3 separate regions of the Mus musculus genome follow, and all the other regions are linked to region 2. Evidence: chromatin contacts called from public Micro-C and promoter capture Hi-C data. All regions are on one chromosome and are shown on one strand. The core of a region is the stretch at or near the end of the contact, and the rest is flanking DNA. Distances in the headings are between cores, read along the strand shown. Region 1 holds the start of Ltc4s (leukotriene C4 synthase). Region 2 holds the start of Gfpt2 (glutamine fructose-6-phosphate transaminase 2). Region 3 holds the start of Sqstm1 (sequestosome 1).

Region 1 (3,653 bases), core at 119-2,618, 440 kb before region 2:
GGCATGGTGCAGGCCCATCTTGCCCTGGAACGCCTGTGTCCTGACCATTCCTTGAGTTCAGAGCACCAGCTACTGCTATTACACGTTGGTGTAATGCAAGGACCAGCGTTGACCCAACTGTGATCTTGAGAAACCTGCAGAGCCCCAGCAGGTAGGCCTCAGATCTTCTGAGGGCAATAATGAACAAAGAGACCGAAGGGGTTCTGGGGAGTCCACAGGGACCAAGGCCTCAGGCAACGAGGACGGAGGCTGGCTGTGGGGAAGCAGAAGCTCCCAAGGGTGACCCTGTCTTATGACACCCATGATATGGCCAAGCTGGCTGCAGGGACAGGAGTGTGGCCTAGGACCTGTTAGTTCCCCAGTACACGCTCCTCTCCTGTCCTGTGCTGGTTCACGCCCTTCACCTATGGCTCCGTCCACTCTTCCAGATGGATCTGGATTTTGCCACTGCTGACCAAATCTACCTCAAACCAGCTTCATCGGAAAAGAGAAGTGGCTATTTCACAAGGAAGAACAGTCCAGGAGCACACACCACACAAGGTGGCCCCCAGGGCTCGACAACAAGAGTTTCTCAGCTTCTGTACTCTTAAGCTTCCTTTCCCAGACTGCTAATGGAAGTTTCCAGAACTGGGTCTCTCTTCTGTCAACATCGGCACACATGACTACACCACAAGTGTGGCAGTGGTGGGGAGTTGTCAGCTTTGTCTGGTGTGGAAAGGACTAGGCTAAGGAAGGGAAGGGTCAGTGCCTGGAGCCAAGTAGGATGCTGGGCAAATACACCAGCCTAGAGACAAGTATTTCCCCATAACCAAGGATAAAAAATATCATTCATGAGCCTTTGGGGCTCTGAGGGGGATGGGCCTCAGGATGCCAAGGAGGAAGAAGAACATGGGTAGGTCCATTGTGGCTGGGGACACCTGGACATTATGAAGCCATAGGGAGTTGGGAAGGGTGTGTCAGCACTAGACATTACAGAGTAGCCCTGGATGGGAATACAGACCCAGTCATCACTGGGGTAGGGGAAGTCAGGGGTGGGAGTCCAGGAGCCCAGAGCCTAGGGTAAACCCTGGATGAAGGGGAAGTCTGAAAGGCCAGTGGGAAACTACCAAGGATGCAGGGTCTAGATGATATGGTAGCTGGAAACACACAAGGCTAGAGGGGGCATGGGTGAGCAGTCAGAGGGAGCCTGGGTGAGCAGCATGAGTTCCGCCACCACAGGACTAAGCACGGAAAGGCCAGGAACAACTGGAAGGAAGTGGTCAAGCTGTCCACAGCACTGGTTTCTACCTTCCCAGCCTGGCCAGGCTCCCTGCCTTTGTGGATACAGTCATATCCCCACCCCTCCCCGCCTCTACTGCAAAGGGGTGGAGAGCGCCGAGGCTCTTCCTCTCCTGGGCCAGCGTCTGAGTAGCACACTGGGCGATAAGAAGAACACCAAAGCTAATTCTGCCTGTGGCTGGCAACATGAAGGACGAAGTGGCTCTTCTGGCTACCGTCACCCTCGTGGGAGTTCTGTTGCAAGGTGGGCTGGCTCCTGTCTGGGAGGTGGGTGGATCTTACATCCTGTAGTCTGCTCTCTTCAGGCTCCTGGGGTAGGGAATTGGGGTGCTGGCAGGCCCAGGCTCAGGAGAAGGACAGGAGGCTTCTAGGCTAGCCTCCTGGTACCAAGGTCCAAGCAATTCAAGAACTGTTGGAGGGCCAAAGTTCCAGCTGAGAAGTCCCCACTTCCCTGGAGCAGGTATAGACACTCTCTAAGGAGTGTCTACAGGGGAGGACCAGGTGAAGGATGGCCACCCTGCTGAGGGGCCACTTGAGGTGCCTGCCTTGTGGTGGGAGCTGGTATCTGTTTGGGAGTGCAATACAGTGACTAGTGGAATAGCTATGGGCTTAGGTTGGGAGAGTCCCAACTCCACGCATCTGGAGCACAGTATCTGCCAGATTTAAGGCTGGGTCCATGATGTCTAAACAGAAACTGAGACAAGAATTTATGCTATTGTGTGGTGGTACTGAGACCCAAGCTAGACTGACTCTGGCTTGTGGCAGAGTCCCTTCTGGCTGATTCTGTAGAGGGGAAACCAGGGTCCCTTAGCCACAGAACGTGTGCTTCCTTGTTCCTTAAAGAATACAGCCAATTTTGCCCTGGTCCATTGCCTACGCAGGGGGTCCAGACCTGCAGAACGGGAGGTAGGCATTTGCCTGTGCTTTGCAAGTCAAATCGTTCAGGAGTAAAGTCTTCTAAGGTTCCTCCCACCGGCAGGTGTTTCAGCCGCGCATCACCCTAGTCAATCAACCCTCAGGCCTACAGGGCCTCTCCATTGAACACCACTGATGGGGCAGGTGGGAGAAGGGCATTAGAAGAGAGTCGCTCAGTGAGAGGCAAGGAGAGGGGAACTAAGGGACGGATCCCGCTCCAGATCTGCGGAGCACCACACCTGACTCCCACACCCCCACGGCCGCAGCCTACTTCTCCCTACAGGTGATCTCTGCACGAAGGGCTTTCCACGTGTCGCCGCCGCTCACCTCTGGCCCTCCCGAGTTCGAGCGCGTCTTCCGAGCCCAGTGAGCGCGGCGGGTCCGGGCGGGTTCGGGTGTCAGCCAAGGTGAACCACGCGCTCACCCAGCCTACCCCTCGCAGGGTAAACTGCAGCGAGTACTTTCCGCTGTTCCTCGCCACACTCTGGGTCGCCGGCATCTTCTTCCACGAAGGTGCGGGGCAGCGTGGGGGCACACTTCGGGGGTGGGGGTGATCCCGGATGGCGGGAGCTCGTGCTCACCGCGTCGCCTTGCATCGACTCTCGCAGGAGCCGCAGCCCTGTGCGGACTGTTCTACCTGTTCGCGCGCCTCCGCTATTTCCAGGGATACGCGCGCTCAGCGCAACTCAGGTAACTCTGGCCGGACTTCCGGGAAAGCACTGCAGGGGAGGGTCGCTCCCCAACGCCGCTCAAAGGGTGGGAGGCGGCGATCGGCCACAGGGGACCCATGGAAAGAGATCTGGGGACAGCGGGTGGGCGGACCTAGCCCTAGCGAGCCGGTGTAGCCCGGAGTGGGAGGGGCTTGAGCCTGCGGGGCAGGCCTAGTCTGGAGGGGGAGGGCCTAGGCCTGGGGGCAGTCCTAGCATGGAGGGGGCGGGGCCTTGTGTGGAGGCGGGGGGGGCTTGGCTCCGCTCCCGCTGAGCGCCACCCGCAGGCTGACTCCCCTATACGCGAGCGCGCGCGCACTCTGGCTGCTGGTGGCGATGGCTGCACTGGGCTTGCTAGTCCACTTCCTCCCCGGCACGCTACGGACTGCGCTCTTCAGATGGCTCCAGATGCTCCTGCCGATGGCCTGAGGCGAAGGCCCTCCGAATCAGCAGAACTGGAGATCTTCGAACAAAACGCTGGGGTGCCCGCCCCCGAATCCCAGTTTTTAATTAAAGTTCCCACGACGGTTCCGTCTGCATTCTCTGGGTCTGAGAGGGTCGCTTACCGCAGCTTGGAGAGCCCAAACCCCAGACAGATGCAGCCAGGCTTTGGGAGGCTTGGATAGGCCAGCATAGGCAGGCTTGGATTCGTTCTTATCACTGTACTGTCTTCTAGACAACACCTTGCCTGCGCAGCTACCTCTGCCTTGACATTTCTTTCCAGAGATAGCCACCCCTCACCCACCTTTCTGT
Region 2 (3,629 bases), core at 201-2,700:
AGGAAACAGGGTGGGAAGCTGAGGTGGTTGATGGTGGAGATGCAGGGCCATCTGAGAGGCTCAGCAAGGAAAGCCCTGGAGCTCAAGTAGTTTCAGGTCTCTTGCTAAAGTCTGGTTCTAAAGCCACCGGTGGCTAAAGATCTACAAGAACTCAAACGGGGGGGGGGGGCGGGCGGGGGGCGGGTTGAATCTGACAAAACTTATACATTTGTTTCATTTCAGTGTCCAGAAACGCCTGAAGCAACCTTTCACACACGTTGCCAAAGGATGCCCAGGAGTCCTAAGATTCTGTCTGAGGATCCAGGATTTTAAACTGACCCCGGCTCTCTCTGGATGAGGCTGCGTCCCCATGGTTCCTGCCTAATCCTTGCTCTGTGGTTCCTTTCTCCTGGTCTCCTGGCTCATGAAACAAGGCCTGTACAGACCTTGGCTTTGGACTCACCCACTGGCACACCCCACCCCACAAGCCTTCAGCAAAGTCAGAGAGGCGCCTTTCATGGCTTCAAAAGTTCCACCAGGTTCTCCAGCCGCAGGGGGCTGGAGTGGGTAACTGAATCCTACTCAAGGCAGGAAAAAAAAAAGCGCACAGTGACCTTTTGTCCCAGAAGTTCCCGGCTTTCCCCGGCCAGCCAGCCAGCGGAGGCGGCCCAGCCAGCCAGGAGGGTAAGGAATTGCAGATGTGCGCCCAGGGCGGCCGCCTCCCTTCTGCTCTCAAAACCCGGCTGGACACCTCGGCGTCGCTCCGGGCTGCGCAGCTATCCGGTCCAGGGCTCCCGCTCCTAGCTTTGGGCCAAGGCTCCGGGGAAGTCACTATCTATCCTGTCGCCAAGAGCTCGTTCCAGCAAAGCTTTTCCACAGTTCCCACCCTTCTAGGGACAGGAGATTCTTTTTGAGTCGCAAGCAAGATGGGCAAACCTTTCTGAGCGCACCAGGAGCTGTTTGGGACGCCCCGGGGCGGGCTGCTGACACCGCACAGGTGAGGTCTCCTGTCCTCGGTGGGCGCGGCAAACTGGGACTCTGGACCACCACTCCGAGCCCGGAATGATGAGGTTGCTCGTGGCGGCCTTTGTGGGCCAAGTGAAGGAAGCACCCTCCTGGTGGAGACACCTCTGTGTTGCGGGGCTCCTTTTCTGGGACCTGCCTCGTTGCCCCTGCTCTGTGAGGTCCTGGCTTGGTTCCTCTTACACGGAGTTTAGTCGTCCTCCTCCCCACGCCCCCATGTCCCCGAGACGTCACTCTGGGTCCGCGCGCGGGGAAGGAAGGCCTGGCTAATGAAAGCCCCACAATCGCCGCCCCTAGCAGGTCCCCTGTGCCTGGCTCTCTGGCCTAGGCTCTGAGGGAGAAGGCCGCTGTGCACTCACCGCACATGGTGGCTCCGATCGCTCCAGACGCTCAGACGACTCGCTGCGCCTCGCGCTCCCTGGCTCAGGCTCCCGCCGCTCGGTCTCCTGCCCTTATAGCCAGCCAGTAGCCCTCCGAGAGGGGTGGGGCTGGGGCGGAGCCTCCTGCCGCCTGCTTGCTCCTTATTGGTTTCTGGTTGTCGTGACAACAGCGGGGGGCCCCCAAGACTCAGGGTAAGGGGTGAGGGGCGGCTCCCAAGCTCCAGTCTCTACTGTAAGGGGAGGGAGGAAGCCCAATCGGTGGTAAACACCTTGAGTTGGAATTTTGAGTCAGTCATATTAGACGTGAAACTTTAGCAAGGGGGACAGATCGCTCCGTGCCTCAGTTTCTTCATTTGTAAAATGTGATAATAATAAAATGTACCTCTCAGATCCTCCTGAGGTTAAGGCCAGACAGACTGTGTAGACACAGAGTACAACCAATCTGTCTCTCTCTGTCTCTGTCTCCCTCTCTGCCTTTCTCTCTCTGTCTCTCTGTCTCTCTCTCTGTCTCTCTGTCTCTCTCTCTGTCTCTCTCTCTCTCTCTCTCTCACACACACACACACACACACACACACACACACACACACACACAGAGTGGACTCCTATTCTTGCAACATGCCCCACTCACTATTCCAAACTTCTTTCAGAGCAAGAAAAAGTAGCACACACTAGGCTTGTGAACTTCTTCCAAGCCTGCCAGGAGCAAACTGGGCTTGGCTGAAAAAGGGAGAAAATTGAAGCTCCTTATTAAGATATAAGATATTGACCAAGATGTGCCAGAGCCCGGACCTGAGAGGTGCAGGGGGTAGGCATCCCCCAGGTCTAAAGGAAAGCTGGGCCGCCCCGGAAACCGCCCCATAATGGAGATGCGCTGGCAGACCCGTCTGGCAAGCCGTGAGCCTGCATCCAAGCCAGGGGCTCCACCGCCCCACAGTGACCTGGAGCCTTGGTTCGACCCTGCGACGGATGAGTCACGAGGCTGGCTTTCCCCCGCCCTAGTTCCCGGCTGTCTCCTCCTCTCCTCTCTGTTCTCCAGCCCCCTCATCTCCTGAGAAAAGACCTGGCCCAATATTTGCTCACTTTGAAGCCATCTGTGTGTGCATGGTTTAACTTAAATAAATAAATAAATTGTTGAAATCTAAATCAATGGTATTCCCCAATTATAGTTTTTAAAGAGAAAAACTAGCGTAAGTCTTGTGTTTGGCGTTTTTTTTTTGTTTTGTTTTTTTTTTTTTCCGTAGCTTTGCAGCTCCCTGGGAATGGAGGTGTTGTGCCCACTGAGGAGTTTGAAATTCGATGGTACTGACTGAGAAGGTTGGGCTGAATCATCTGATGCCTAAAGCTGACTCAGGAGCAGCACTGCTCCTTCACCTCAGCGACGCAAGGTGACACTCATTCATTCATTTACCCATTCATCATTCATTCCCAAATCTGCACTTCACATCTCTCCTGGTGATAGGAACTTAATGAATGAAGACAGATCCAGCCTCCTGGCTCTTACAAAACAATGGGTGGGGCAGACACTAAGCTGGTGGTCACATAGGAAATTGGACATCTGACATCTCTGTAGAGAAGGCCCTGGGCTGGGCAGAACTCCACAGAAGGGGACAAGAAACAGGCCTTCTACTGGCACCAAAATACCAGGATCCCCGTGTCCTTGCATAGTGCATATCTGTCCTCCACTTTTATTGTAATTTTGTGTCTCCATATGAAAAGTGGCAGGGGTGACTGCTATGACCCCTGGAGGCATCCTTTGCTTTTGGGACCAGTAGGCCTGGGAGCCTTTGGAAGAGTCATAGCCACTGGACTCACCTGGCTCTAGGATTGGTCAGGGATTTTATGTGACCATGCTCAACAACCTCCTGCATTTGGAGACATAGAGGAAACAGAAAAGAACAGATTCTCTTGGTACAGCTGTATGGGGGATAGTTTGGGGAGTTAGTGATCACATTTGGGATGAGATAGAGGGTGTCTAAGAGTGGAACGAGCCAGAGTAAATTGGATCCTTAGATGGACAAAGTTACACATTTCCAGAGCCCTGACTGTTCATGGATTTTTTTCATAATCACAGCTCTGTGGTTTAAACATGTCCCCAAAGCAAGTGCTGTGTGATACAATTTTCAATGATCTACTATTACCAGGCAGGACCTCTGAAAATCGATTGGGCTACGAAGGCTGCACCTCCACCAACAAATTAATGCTAATTAAAAGAGTGCACGGACCTTTGAGTATAGCCTCTCACATCCT
Region 3 (3,766 bases), core at 809-3,308, 420 kb before region 2:
CATTAGCAGAGGGTCCTGCAGGATCAGGGGCCTTTTCCTGGGCTAGCAACTGTTGGAGAGGAAAGCCTAAAACTGGGATTGTCCTCTGGGGCAATAGGTGTGTACCTTCTAGCCACCAGGGAAATGGCAGTCACACCTGTGTGGCAAATCACTGTCCATTGCTGAGTTTTCCTAAAATTACAGATTTTTCTGCTCTCACAAAACCAATTCTGAGAGAGGTCCAGGGAAGACATGATAACTGGGAGAGGGGCCCTAGGAAGCTGGTGTGGAGACCCTGCCTCAGGGAGACGACTTGAGCTCCAATTCTGCCCTGCATGTCTTCTCCCATGACTTTGACTCAGCAGGTCTAGTCCTATGGAAAGGACCATACCTAGAAGGCCTTACAGGGTGACACCCTTCTCAGCCTCTAGCCTTCCCAGGACTGGGTTCCTGCTAAGAGCTCATTTTACTTTATTCATTTAATTTGTGGTTTGTTTTTATTTTTCCCTGAGACAGGGTTGCTCTGTGTAGCCCTGGCTGTCCTGGAACTCACTCTGTAGACCAGGCTGGCCTTGAACTCAGAAATCCACCTGCCTCTGCCTCCCAAGTTCTGGGGTTAAAGGCATGTGCCACCACTGCCCTGCTTAATTTGTTTTTTTTTTGAGAGTAGGACTTGCTATGCAAGCCTGGCCGAGCCTTGAATTAGAATTCCTCTTGACTCAGCTTCCCAAGGGCTGGGGTTACAGATGTGTGTCATCATGCTAGCTAACAGGTCACTCTGGCCACAGAAAGCAGCATTTCCTGGTTTTGGCGTTTGTATTGGGGGTTGAACCTAAGATGTAACACATACTAGGCAGGTGCTCTGTCACTGAGCTATATCCCTATGCACCAAATTCCCATTAATGATATCTCCCGGGTATATCCCTACTAAGCTAAATCCTCATGACCTGTATCCCTACTAAGCTAAATCTCTATAAGCTGTATCCCTACTAAGCTAAATCTCCTGTATCCTTACTAAACTGTATAGCCAGATTCTTTATTCCCGCCCCCCAGCACCCAGACTTTTTTTCTTTCTTAGAAGCCTCATGCAGCCAAGGCTGGCTTTGAACTCTGGAACCTCTGACCTCCCAAGTACTAGGATCACTTTCTATTTTGAAACAGTTTCACCAAGTTGCTCAAGCAGAATATCTTGAACTTGGTCTTTTCCTGCCTCAGCACCTCAAACAGCTGGAATAACCAACCTGTGGCACAGGACTGGCTATAGCTTGTATTTTGGTTCCTAGATGGAGGGCAGGTGGTCTGATCCCTTTGTGCTTTGAAGCCACTAAGGCCTGAGATACATGTACCTTCCGAGAGAGAGAGAGAGAGAAAGAGAGAGAGAGAGAGAGAGAGAGAGAGAGAGAGAATATGAATGTGTGTGTATGTGTGTGTGTGTCTGGGCTGCAGTGAGGAATCTCTGGTTGCAATGAACAGGTTGTGACTACTGCTGCCTCTGGAGCCCTGGCTACCCCTCTTACAGGGTGGGTTTGTGAGAAGTCACCAGTGCTTGTCCAACACCTCTCAACCTGATCTTTGTTAAATTGGGTGAGGCCTAAGATGGTGGGTGATGTTCCTTTATTCAGTGAGGGGCTGGTCATGGTGGATGCCTGGAAGGGGGTGGGAGTGGGGGCTACTACCGGGGACACTATGTTTAGGAGGGTCGGAATAGCATCCTGTGAGACAGCCTGTTTGGCTAAAAGAATGGCTACCTGACAGTAGACATCTGTGTCCTCCTAGCTTCTGGGCCGTACATCCCCCCTGGCTTGGGGACGACACTGCTGAGTCATAGGCAGGCCCAAGCCTGGGAGGTACCTAGGCTCGATACTTACGGGTCCTTTTCCCAACGACTTGAGGCTGAGGCTGGTCTCTTGTGGTCACCCATGTATTCGGTGGGAAAGAAAAGAGTAGGCAGTGGGGTCGTCTCGACCCCGTACCTTTCAAGGGTCCCATCAAGGGGGCTCCAGCGGCCGCCCCAGCCTAGGGGAGGGGCGGGGCTCATAGAGGCTCCGCCCCCACGAGGCGGGGCTCCCCCGTTTTCTATAAAAGCTGGGCTCTCGGCGCCGCCGCTGCCCAGCTGTTTCGTCCGTACCTAGACCGCGGTTATGGCGTCGTTCACGGTGAAGGCCTATCTTCTGGGCAAGGAGGAGGCGACCCGCGAGATCCGCCGCTTCAGCTTCTGCTTCAGCCCGGAGCCGGAGGCGGAAGCCCAAGCCGCGGCCGGCCCGGGGCCCTGCGAGAGGCTGCTGAGCCGAGTGGCTGTGCTGTTCCCCACGCTGAGGCCTGGCGGCTTCCAGGCGCACTACCGCGGTGAGGGCCTGGGGCGGGGAAGCCAACCTCCCCCGCCAGGGAGTAGTAGGTCTGGGCGAGGACGAGGCGGCGTGTCCTCTGGCTCCCCGCGGGGACAGGGTGGTCAGGCGGCCGCTCAGGTTACATCTAACATCCAGCGGTTCGCTTGCTCCCCGTAACGCCCGGTGGTGGGTTCAGTTAAAGCCCCGGAAGACCTGGGACCAGGCAGACGTGGAGGAGGGGTGGAGAGGAGTGACGCGGATAAATAAGCAGCGGGGGCGGGGTGGGGCAGCCCGTGGGAAGGGAGGTAGGGGACCCCGGAACTAGCTCAGTCTCTTGCGTTGGAGTGGCTGGTGGCTGCATGGGGTGGAGCTAGAGGTTGTTGACAAGAGACGAGTGGACAAGACCCTCCCTGTGGGAGGGAATGGTTTTGCGATCTCTATGGAGGACTGTGGGTAGGCCAGGTTGGTTGGTCAGTCTCTCTCTTTTCTGAAATAAAGCCACGTAGCCTGATTGGCCTGGAATTCACGAGTGGTTTAGGCCGTCCTCAATCACTCCAATCCTCTTGTCTCAATTTTCTAGTGCAGGAATCACAGGGACTACTGGACAGAAAATTTTCAGTGTAACTGCGTTATAACCTAGGACCTGTGCAATTCACCCAGTAAAAGTGTATAACGATTATTCTTTCGTATTAGCAGAGACAGGTCTTACTATATGGCCGGGATGGCCTGTATCTCTAAATTGTCCTTCTGAGTCATCTTTGTGCTAGGCATCCAGTCCAGGGCTTCATGCATGTTAGGCCCTCGAGCAACTGAGCTACCTCCCCAGCTCCTTGCATTTAAAAAAAAAAAATGAGTTGTATAACTATTTTCACATTCGGCTTAGAATCTCTTCATTGTTTTATAAATTTTATTTATATATTACATAAAAATTATATAACAATTATTGTAATAATTATTATTTTATTATATAATTTTTTTCCTGTTTGTCATCTTGTATCCTTTCCAGTTCCAGGCAATGGCTGGTCTACTTTAGTATTCATTTTACTATTAGGAATTAGAACACATTAAAATGGCTTTTTTTTTTTTTTTTGGTTGCTTTTTCAAGACAGGGTTTCTCTAGGTAGCTTTGGCTGGTCTGTAGACCAGGCTGGCACAGTGAATCTTTGTTCATTCACTTATTAATATGTCTAAGGCCCATTTGTATTACAGCTCTCACTAGTACATCTTCCCCCCTCCAGTACTGGGAATTGAACCTAGGGCTTTGCATATGCTAGTCAAGGGCTCTATTTCTGTACATGGGCAGTATTTAATTTCTTTTTGTGTATGAAGAATAGTCTTCTTTGAATATGTCATGTTTAATTTATCTGGTCTGTAGTTTATGGACACTGTTTCTTTTGAGGCAATCTCTCTCATCTCCCTTATGGTAGCTGTTGCTAAATGGTTGCTCAGAGGCTCAGTCC

The links. Promoter capture Hi-C pulls out the DNA fragments that hold promoters and counts their contacts. A called contact is a pair of places that touch in the nucleus more often than the background predicts.
Region 1: a promoter capture Hi-C map of embryonic stem cells shows a contact between it and region 2. The contact joins the promoter of Ltc4s here to the promoter of Gfpt2 in region 2. A contact is called at or near these places in 3 of 39 promoter capture datasets (cranial neural crest, embryonic stem cells and stem cell-derived epiblast-like cells) and 1 of 115 datasets of contacts at active chromatin or transcription factors (bone marrow-derived macrophages).
Region 3: a Micro-C map of embryonic stem cells shows a contact between it and region 2, with 2.4 times the contacts expected there. The contact joins the promoter of Sqstm1 here to the promoter of Gfpt2 in region 2. A contact is called at or near these places in 1 of 39 promoter capture datasets (stem cell-derived epiblast-like cells), 1 of 484 Hi-C or Micro-C datasets (embryonic stem cells) and 2 of 115 datasets of contacts at active chromatin or transcription factors (bone marrow-derived macrophages and pancreatic cancer cells).

The regions. Positions count from the first base shown.
Region 1 is chr11:50,236,247-50,239,899 of GRCm38.p6, reverse strand. It overlaps Ltc4s (leukotriene C4 synthase), which reads left to right and starts at 1,368. Exons shown (of 5, transcript NM_008521.2): 1 at 1,368-1,522; 2 at 2,460-2,559; 3 at 2,636-2,706; 4 at 2,802-2,883; 5 at 3,188-3,439. The coding sequence starts at 1,465. The coding sequence ends at 3,329.
Region 2 is chr11:49,791,976-49,795,604 of GRCm38.p6, reverse strand. Gfpt2 (glutamine fructose-6-phosphate transaminase 2) reads right to left here and starts at 1,450. Exons shown (of 19, transcript NM_013529.3): 1 at 1,362-1,450. The coding sequence starts at 1,368. Gm36507 (a long non-coding RNA gene) reads left to right here. Exons shown (of 4, transcript XR_003949545.1): 4 at 223-1,367.
Region 3 is chr11:50,209,112-50,212,877 of GRCm38.p6, reverse strand. It overlaps Sqstm1 (sequestosome 1), which reads left to right and starts at 2,058. Exons shown (of 8, transcript NM_011018.3): 1 at 2,058-2,325. The coding sequence starts at 2,121.